Regions from separate parts of the Triticum aestivum genome. Here regions 1 and 3 are each linked to region 2. A link is a contact called in public Hi-C data. All regions are on one chromosome and are shown on one strand. Each heading gives the region's core, a stretch centred on a gene start, on an enhancer-like site or on the middle of the called end of the contact. The rest is flanking DNA. Distances are from core to core; before and after follow the strand shown. Region 1 holds the start of LOC123170290 (ABC transporter C family member 8). Region 2 holds the start of LOC123164320 (K(+) efflux antiporter 6). Region 3 holds the start of LOC123171177 (probable inactive poly [ADP-ribose] polymerase SRO3).

Region 1 (2,849 bases), core at 324-2,823, 160 kb after region 2:
TCCCCAACAGCTTGCACATGGTACTGCCGCACATGCCGTGGGTGAGATGGTCCTGATGGGGAAGAGCACATGCCTGAAGACTATTGTCAAGTTTGCCCGCGCTGTGGTGCAGGTGTTTGGAGCAGAGTATATGAGAGAACCAAATATGCAGGACACAAAAAAATTATTGGCTATTAGAGAGGCCAGAGGATTTACAGGAATGCTTGGATCAATTGATTGTATCATTGTATGCATTAGCAATGGAAGAACCGCCCCAAAAGTTTGCAGGGAATGTATCAAGGTCACACCAAAGAGGCCACCATCATACTGAAAGCAGTGGCATGAATTTGACATGCTTTCTTTGGAATGCCAGACTCTCATGTTCAGGAGGATTTATAATGGGGAATCGCGGCCGTGCAACTACACTGTCAATGATCGTGACTATAACATGTGATACTATCTTGCCGATGGCATCTATCCTCAGTGGGCGGCATTTGTTAAGACCATATCCGAACCATACGGCAACAAACAAAGCCACTTTGCAACAATGCAGGAAGTAGCTAGGGAGGATGTGGAGAGGGCATTCAGAGTGCTTCAAACTCGTTGGGGAATTGTTCGTGGAGCTGCAATGATGTGGGAATCAGAAACTTTGTGGTAGCTGGTAAAAAGTTGTGTTATTTTGCACAATATGGTTGTCGAGGATGACGGTGATGGTGTTGCGCAAACCAATGATTTGAAGCGCATGGAGAACAAGTTCAAATCCCTGAAAATCAAGATGCAAATCAGCTTATGAACTTTCTGCAGATGCATCGGGATCTTCGAGAGAATCAAGTGCATGCATAGCTACTCGATGATCTTGTGGAGAATACGTGGACTCACAATGGTAACCAATGAGCTAAAGTTTGAGTTGTGCACTTAAAAATAAATTTTATGTAAAAACTATGTATTTTCGATACAAATATTTGTTATTTACATGCGGCATTGGCATGTATGATGAACGTGCATGGATTTGAGAGTCCAGATATGAGGTATGTGGCTGTCGGCCATGAGATATGAGGGGTGGTCTGGACGCGTCCGCAGACGTAGAGGAAGCCGGATTTGCTAAGTCCGGGTGTAAATGCTCTAAGAGCAGTGGATCGATTGAGGGTAATTTTGATCATATAGATATGGTACGTAAAACAAAATAAGCAGGAGATATTCTTGGTAGATTTAGTGATCTCTCCTCCCAAGAATAAATTTTCTTGATATATCTTTCCTTATTCGCCTTCATGTTTTAATGGCGCTATACATTATTTCCTTATTTTTGCGAAAGAAAAAAGTTCATGCTAGCCCCACACGATCATGGACAAATCTTACTCCACAAGAGGTAAGAGTAATATTGTACCCAATATTGTATTGTTCGTGAAAAATTGACGGCTCACATCGATTTGGTGCCAGGCCTTGACCAGTAGCCACGACGGAGTGAATGCGCCTAGCCTGGCCTTGCCATGCCATGCCAGCCTTCCGTCGCCACGTCACGCCATACGCAGACTCACCAGCCGGAACCAACCAGTGCCTGTACGAGGAAAACGACAAGGAGACGCCGAGGCCGCCAGCGTGCGACCTCACCTGCTCTTCTTCCTCCTCCCCACACGAGTTCGGCTCAACAACGCCGCGCCTGAAAGCGACGGCGGACAAATCCGAGTTTTGCAGGGCGTCCTCCGGCCACCACACCACAGCCCGGAGTGGTCTTCTCTTCTCTTCCGCTATCGATCTCAGACAAATCCTCCGTCTGTCCGTGCCCGCGTGCGAATATACGTGAACGCACGCGCTGCTGCACTGGGCTAGTGCTGCTATAATACTATAAACAAGTGGCCTCCCTCCTCCTCGTCTCCTGCCCAGGAATAGGCGACGCGTCGGCCGCTGCTGCATGCGATGCGAGGCGCAGGGACGGCCGATAAGCTGGGCGATCCGGCCATGGCCTCTCTCGGTAAGGAGGAAGACGCACGGGACGAAGCTCCCTTCCTCTTCTTCTTGTAAACCCTTCCGGAGATTCTTGATGCTCCGCGCATCCAGCTTCGCTTAATTATCGCCCGTTGCTTTGCTTTTCGATGCGTGCGTGTGGCAGGTTGGTCGCCCTCGTGGACCTGCGGGCGGGAGGACGGCGGCGGGCTCACCCTCGCGTCGCCGTGCGTGCAGAGGGGTCTGGTCGACTGCGTCAATGTCGTGCTCCTCGCCGCCTACGCCTCCGCGCTGCTCGCGGCCTGCGTCAGGGGGCGGTGGGATGGACGGGGGAGAAGCGGCGGCGCTAAGCGGCGGTGGGGGGTGGCCGCCGTCTCCGCGTGCTGCGTGGGGGTCGCGGCGGCCTACGCCGTCGCCGCGTTCAGGGGCTCCGCGGATGCGGCGGTCACCACGGCTTCCGTCGTCAGGGGGTTGGTGTGGGTGGCCGTGGCGGCCTCGTTGCACGTCCAGCCGACGAGGCCGGCCAGGGCCGTGGCCGTTCTATGGTGGACGCTCTTCTCCCTGCTCATCACCGCGTACAATGCGGAGGTCCTTGCCATGGGCTATGGGCTCGACGTCGCCGAGGGTGTCGCGTGGGCGGTCAACTTCCTCCTCCTGCTCTGCGCCCTGGGCTCACTGCTCCGGCGGAGCCGTGGCTGCCAGGACGACGACGGCCTGTCGGAGCCCTTGATTGACAAGGCAGTTCACGACTCGGAACTCTACCGGACCGGACTCTTCAGCCAGCTCGCCTTCTCGTGGCTGAACCCGCTACTCCGCCTCGGCCGCTCAAAAGCACTGGACCTCGCCGACATCCCGCTCATCGCCGGCGAGGACTGCGCACAGCAAGCTTCACATAGGTTCTCCGAGGCATGGAGCCGCCACCGGCAGGA
Region 2 (3,024 bases), core at 88-2,587:
CGGCAAACGGCAGTACGTACTTCTCTTTGTTTCACACAAGAATCACGAGTAACCAGTCGGATTGTCGGAACATATCACAAAATTACCAGTGCAGGATCGCATCTCGTGATGTGTGTGACCGAAGGAATTTCCGAGCACAACAAATAAAAGTCCTCCCTGCTTTTTGCGTGGTTGCTTGTCCTGCTGCGTGAGTGGAAACATTCCGTTGAGTGGCGCCACTGCGTATAGAATCCTTATTTTTGCAGGTGTAAGTAATAATAATCGACATTCCTAATGCAAGCAAAATCACGTGTTTTCAAACCATCCGAAGTAAAAGATAAAAATCACGTGCCCACACCCTACAATATTTCTGCAAACACAATACAATCGTATAAGCTCACATACATGCATCATCCCTATGAGCGCACACACGCTTCCTCGAGATACTGAGCCGACACAACATTTTAAGATTGACGAAGTCATCACAGACGCATCGTAGTCGATGAAAACATCTTCCCCATGGAATGAACATCGCCGGAAAACCTAACAGAAATCCAAAAAAATGCAATCAGCAATGTGGAGCCTAGGACTTGAACCCTGGGGCTGATTTCACCGTATACGAAACCTAATGATATGAGCCACGATCAGTTAACCCTGCAATCCTGCAATGTGGTACTTTGCAATACTACCCGCCTGCATTTTTGGAATTCTAGGCTAATCCAAGAAGCCATCAAGACACGAAGAGTTGGTGGATTTAATAGAAGGGAACAAAATAATGAACCCAACCAACAATCCTGGACGGAAGTGATACCATAAGACTACCCACAGTGGGAGTAACATATGTAGTAACATCACATATATCTAGATAAATAGATGATGTGGCAAACAATAAATGAAGAAAGAGAGGCATGTGGTAACATAGCTAGTTACTACTAGTATGAGGTGGTGTTTGGTTCTCTAGTCCTAGGACTTTTTCTAATCCCTAGGACTTTTTGAAAAAGACTCTTAAGGAGGTGCTTCTAAGGACTTTTAGCAAAAAGTCCCAAAAAAGTCCCCCTGTTTGGTTTGCTAGGGACTTTTAGGGACTTTTTTTAGTCCCAACACAAAAGTCCCTCAAACCAAACACCCCCTGAGTAACATCACACATATCAAGGCAAGATAAGTCTATAGCCTAATAAATAAAGTGTTGTATGTTACCACACATATGTTACTCTCCACTATAGAGATAGTAACATAGAGTAGTAACATGGGCATTGTTACTATTCCATGTTACTACCCATCGTGGCTAGTCTAACTAACACAAATGAACACTACTTCCGCTACAAATCGCTGCTCTGCTTCCGCCGGCTGCACCTCCAACCTGCACGCACAGTCACGCACAACTCACGCATTCCCCCCACTTCCTTTCTTCCCCGACACGGGCACGCACGCACACGGCTGCCCTGCGCCCACACACGCTTCGGCCCTTCCTTCCAAAATCTAAACCCCACTCCGACCGCCCCCCTCCGGCGATGCTGATGCGTCGCCGCCGCCAGGGCCCGGTCCTCCCCCGCCTCCTCTTCTCCGTCCTCCTCCTCGCGTCGGCCGTCGCATTCCTCCCCCGCGCGGCCGGCGATGCGGCCGAGGCGGGCGACGAGGGCCGCGTGGGGGAGGCGGTCGCGGCGGTGGAGCGCGCGGACGCCGCGACCGCGGCCCTTGGGGCGGCCGAGGCCGGCGGGGAGGCGGCGCAGGGCAATGCCACGACCAAGGAGCACAGCCTCGCCGACATGATCGACCGCGCGCTGGAGAAGGAGTTCCCCGACTCGGAGGGTGAACAGGGCGGCGGAGGTGCGTGGATCTGACTCCCACCGTTCTCCCCGCGATCCGCCTCGTTGGCTCCCGTGGCGCGGGGATCTGGTTTTGGCGCGTGTCGGCGGCCGGCCGCCTAGATCTCGCCCCCGGCTGCTGCGCTCTCCTGGGAATTGACCAATCCTGCCTGTTTTTTTGGTGTTTGGTTTGAACTGCCTCCTCCTAATCTCTCCTGCTATGATTTTGCAGAGACGGACCCCGGCAGCTTCAACAACACGGTCGCGGAGAAGCAGGTGATTCATCTGCGCAGTTTTGTTTGTGTGTGGTCGGATTTTCGTTGACAATGATTATGGAACCTGGTTAAAATTTTGCATTATTACGATGTTCATGAAATGGTTGTTCAGGCCTTGCCGACTCTCTAGATTTAGGACATTACTTCATTATATGCGCGCTTTAACTTCTAAATTGGTCTCCTTTTACATGCTGTTTAATTTCATAAATATAACTAGCGTTGATACGACTGAATATGTATTGCATGCGTGGAATAGCATCGATGTCTTGGATGGAGTTGACATTTGGACAGAGGTTACACCATTGATAATGACGAAGCATTCAGTTATCCTTCCATGTATCATTCTGTAGGTTTTGCGCCTGTTGACCAATTATTCAGCCTACTGGCCTTTTGACTTAGTGAAATTAAAGGAGTTGACATTTTCCTAATGCCGACTACAATACCTTGAATGGTGTTTACTGTGCTAGGTTAGATTATGAATCAAAAACTAATATTTGCTTATGGTACCTGACTAACTTTGTGAAACAATTGTTGCGGTGTAAGTTATTACGTACTAATAGAACTCAGTTGAGTTTTGCATAAATCCCCTAGTGCTGTGTTCCAGCTGACAGTCATTTAGTCATTTGATCTTCTACATGATACACCTATGATCTACAGCTACTTCGAGTTGCATCCAACTATCCTATTATATTTCTCAATTCTGTGTTCAGTTACGTTCTCAATTTGTAGATATACCACCCTTCCATTTTGAAGCAAATAATGGTTTTTATGTGGATATAAATTGCAAAAGTTGATGCATTCATTCTTTATATCTCCAGTCGCACTGCACTTGGCTCGTGTTGCTCTTGTTTGTGTAAAAATGCTGGTTATACTTATCTTGTTTTGTACTACCCTGCCAGGGAGTTCTGGAAACTGTGGCCAGAAGAGTAACGAAGAAGAATGAGACCAAAGACAATAAGTATGTT
Region 3 (2,708 bases), core at 120-2,619, 150 kb before region 2:
TGGGCTGGATTGATGACCGCGGGGCCTGCTTCTTCCCTGTGCCAGAGAGCGGGAGGAAGAGGAAGAGGGGCGAGCCTGAGCTGGAGGACGGGGCGTCGTCCGGGGTGGATGAGAGGTCCGACGAGAGCAGCGACACGGTGGAGTCCTCAATCCAGCCCGATCTTCTGCCTCTCTCAAGCACTCTCCGTGCAGCAGGCCTGATGTGTAGGCTGCCATGGCAAGGCTACATCCATGCATTCTGTACAGGCTGCTATCTCCTCCCTCTCTCTCCTGATTTGCCTCTTTCACTCTCTCATTTGATTTAATCCCTTGAGCATATTTTCTTATGTATGCCTACAACATGCTAGGTGATTGTCTGATCTACCATGTGATTTGCGGTTGGCGTAAAGCGGTTCGCGTAAAGTCATGAAATCTGATCCTGATAGTGACATGATTTACTCTGGTTGATCAAACAGGTAGAAGCCGAAGTTGTTTTACTTTAATCTGATGAAGTCCCTGCTGCTATAAGCTAGGAAATTGACAAATTCAACATTGGCAAGCTGGTCTTGTGCTCTTTGTCCAAAAGCATATTCCGAAAGTGAGGTTCTTATTGTGGATGTTTCAGCGTCAACCTGAATTTTCTTTAACCTACTACAAAAAGACCTTCTAGGGTGATTAGCTGCAGTACTGTGACAAATAATCAAAAAAGATCATTGTCTTCTCATTTAATATTCTAGCTGCCGTCCAAACATTGAAGGCTGCACTGCAACTACTTGACTACAAGTTTTATGTGGAATTTTTCTGTACAGCTTGCACAAACTCAGTGAGATCAGGAATCATCATCTCTCACATTTTTTATCTTCAAAGGAAGGTGTCATCTCCTAAATTTTTTTCTCAGAATCAACCATGTTTCTAATCCTTACCTGAAAGTTTCCATCGCTCGGCTCCTGATGGCATGATGCCTCATTTAGATTCTCTTATGTCAGTGTGTTTGTATTCAGAAAATTAAGGTATGATGCCTCATTTAGATTCTCTTATGTTAGTGTGTCTGTATTCAGAAAAATAAGGCATGAAGGTTGCACTGCAACTACTTAACTACAAGTTTTTTGTGGATTTTTTTGTATAGCTTGCACAAACTCAGTGAGATCAGGAATCATCATCTCTCACATTTTTTTCTCTTGAAAAGGAGGTGTCATCTCCTACATTTTTTCTCAGAATCAACCATGTTTCTAATCCTTGCCTGAAAGTTTCCATCGCTCGGTTCCTGATGGCATGATGCCTCATTTAAATTCTCTTATGTCAGTGTGTTTGTATTCAGAAAATTAAGTTATGATGCCTCATTTAGATTCTCTTATGTCAGTGTGTTTGTATTCAGAAAAATAAGGCATGATGCCTCATTTAGCTTATCTTATCTCGGTGTGTTTGTGCTCAGAAAATTAATTTGCTTATTTTTGCTTTTTGAGGGCTATAACAATAGAGAATTTCATTTTTTTTAATCTGCTTCTTCCCTGTGCCAGAGAGCGGGAGGAAGAGGAAGAGGGGCGAGCCTGAGCTGGAGTACGGGGCCTCGTCCGGGGTGAATGAGAGGTCCGACGAGAGCAGCGACACGGTGGAGCCCGGCAGGGTCAGCAGGGCGGTGAGGCTGGAGGAGACGGACAAGTTCTACCAGGTTGTTACTTGTCAAGAAGCTCTTCCTCAGCGGGATAGCCCCCGGGTGGGCGGCGGCGTGGCGATCACGGCGGTGCACAAGGTCGTGCAGGGTCCCCGGTCCAGGGCGTTCCAAATGCAGGGCCAACTCCTAGCCGCTGCGCGCGGCGCTGACGGGAGCAATGCCAAGTTCGCGTGGTATGGCGCTCCGTTGGCGGACGTGGCCGCGGCGGTGGAGCACGGGTTCGGCAGGACGAACAGCCGGGTCCTTGGCCATCGCGCGCACGGCGACGACGTCCACGTCTCGCTGCTTCAGTCTCCTTATGCCAGGTCAGGTCAGAGTTCTGAATTTGTGGTTTTGATCGATGGCAAGCATGAATATAGGCATATAGCTGTAGGATAATTTATCAGACACAGTTACCAATTCAGGATCTGTTCCAAATTGCATTCATATTATCCCTCCGTCCCATAATATAATTGATTCCATGTTATTTTAGCCTTTGGTTTCTATATCTTGATTCATACTCCTAGCTCAAAAATTAGGGGGAAACAAGTTTGCATGAACGACAGTATTAGTTTATCTATGAATGCAGTAATTTGACTGGGTAATGGTTTGTGGAAGGGACGAATACGAGCAAAACTAAATCATGTTTCCTGCTACCTAGAGTCCGGGTGATGAAATATGTTCTGAATGTTCTGTGAAGCAGTGCATAAAGGAACTAACGAGTATGAAATCATTTTTATGCAGCGCAATGCTAGCAAATGCAGATGAGAACGGCGAGGCGCATATCGTGCTGTGCCGTGTTCTGATGGGCTGGCCAGAGGCCATCCCAGCCAGGTCCTCTAAGCTCCACCCCAACAGTGACAATTACGACAGTGCCGCCGACAACATGCAGAACCCACAGTGGTATGTTGTTTGGGGCAAGGACATGAACATGAGGATCCTCCCAGAGTATGTCGTCAGCTTCAAGTGTCCCAGCCTCCATCAGATGCAAGGTTAGTGAGTGTTCTGTCTGAATTGGTGCTGTAATTGTTCCCAGACGTGCCTGGATCTCATGTTATTATTCGTTGAAATTTTGGGT

What was found. Hi-C and Micro-C count contacts between places; a contact is called where the count stands out from the background.
Region 1: a contact with region 2 is called in a Hi-C map of leaf, with 4 times the contacts expected there. The contact joins the promoter of LOC123170290 here to the promoter of LOC123164320 in region 2. A contact is called at or near these places in 3 of 5 Hi-C or Micro-C datasets (all in leaf).
Region 3: a Hi-C map of leaf shows a contact between it and region 2, with 7 times the contacts expected there. The contact joins the promoter of LOC123171177 here to the promoter of LOC123164320 in region 2. A contact is called at or near these places in 2 of 5 Hi-C or Micro-C datasets (both in leaf).

Annotation. Positions count from the first base shown.
Region 1 is chr7D:472,902,400-472,905,248 of IWGSC CS RefSeq v2.1, reverse strand. LOC123170290 (ABC transporter C family member 8) reads left to right here and starts at 1,573. Exons shown (of 13, transcript XR_006485128.1): 1 at 1,573-1,948; 2 at 2,087-2,849.
Region 2 is chr7D:473,065,100-473,068,123 of IWGSC CS RefSeq v2.1, reverse strand. It overlaps LOC123164320 (K(+) efflux antiporter 6), which reads left to right and starts at 1,337. Exons shown (of 20, transcript XR_006482301.1): 1 at 1,337-1,806; 2 at 2,017-2,060; 3 at 2,959-3,017.
Region 3 is chr7D:473,217,118-473,219,825 of IWGSC CS RefSeq v2.1, reverse strand. It overlaps LOC123171177 (probable inactive poly [ADP-ribose] polymerase SRO3), which reads left to right and starts at 1,369. Exons shown (of 5, transcript XM_044588793.1): 1 at 1,369-1,395; 2 at 1,499-1,956; 3 at 2,375-2,622. The coding sequence starts at 1,369. It overlaps LOC123171178, which reads left to right. Exons shown (of 3, transcript XM_044588794.1): 2 at 1-240; 3 at 348-1,589. The coding sequence ends at 409.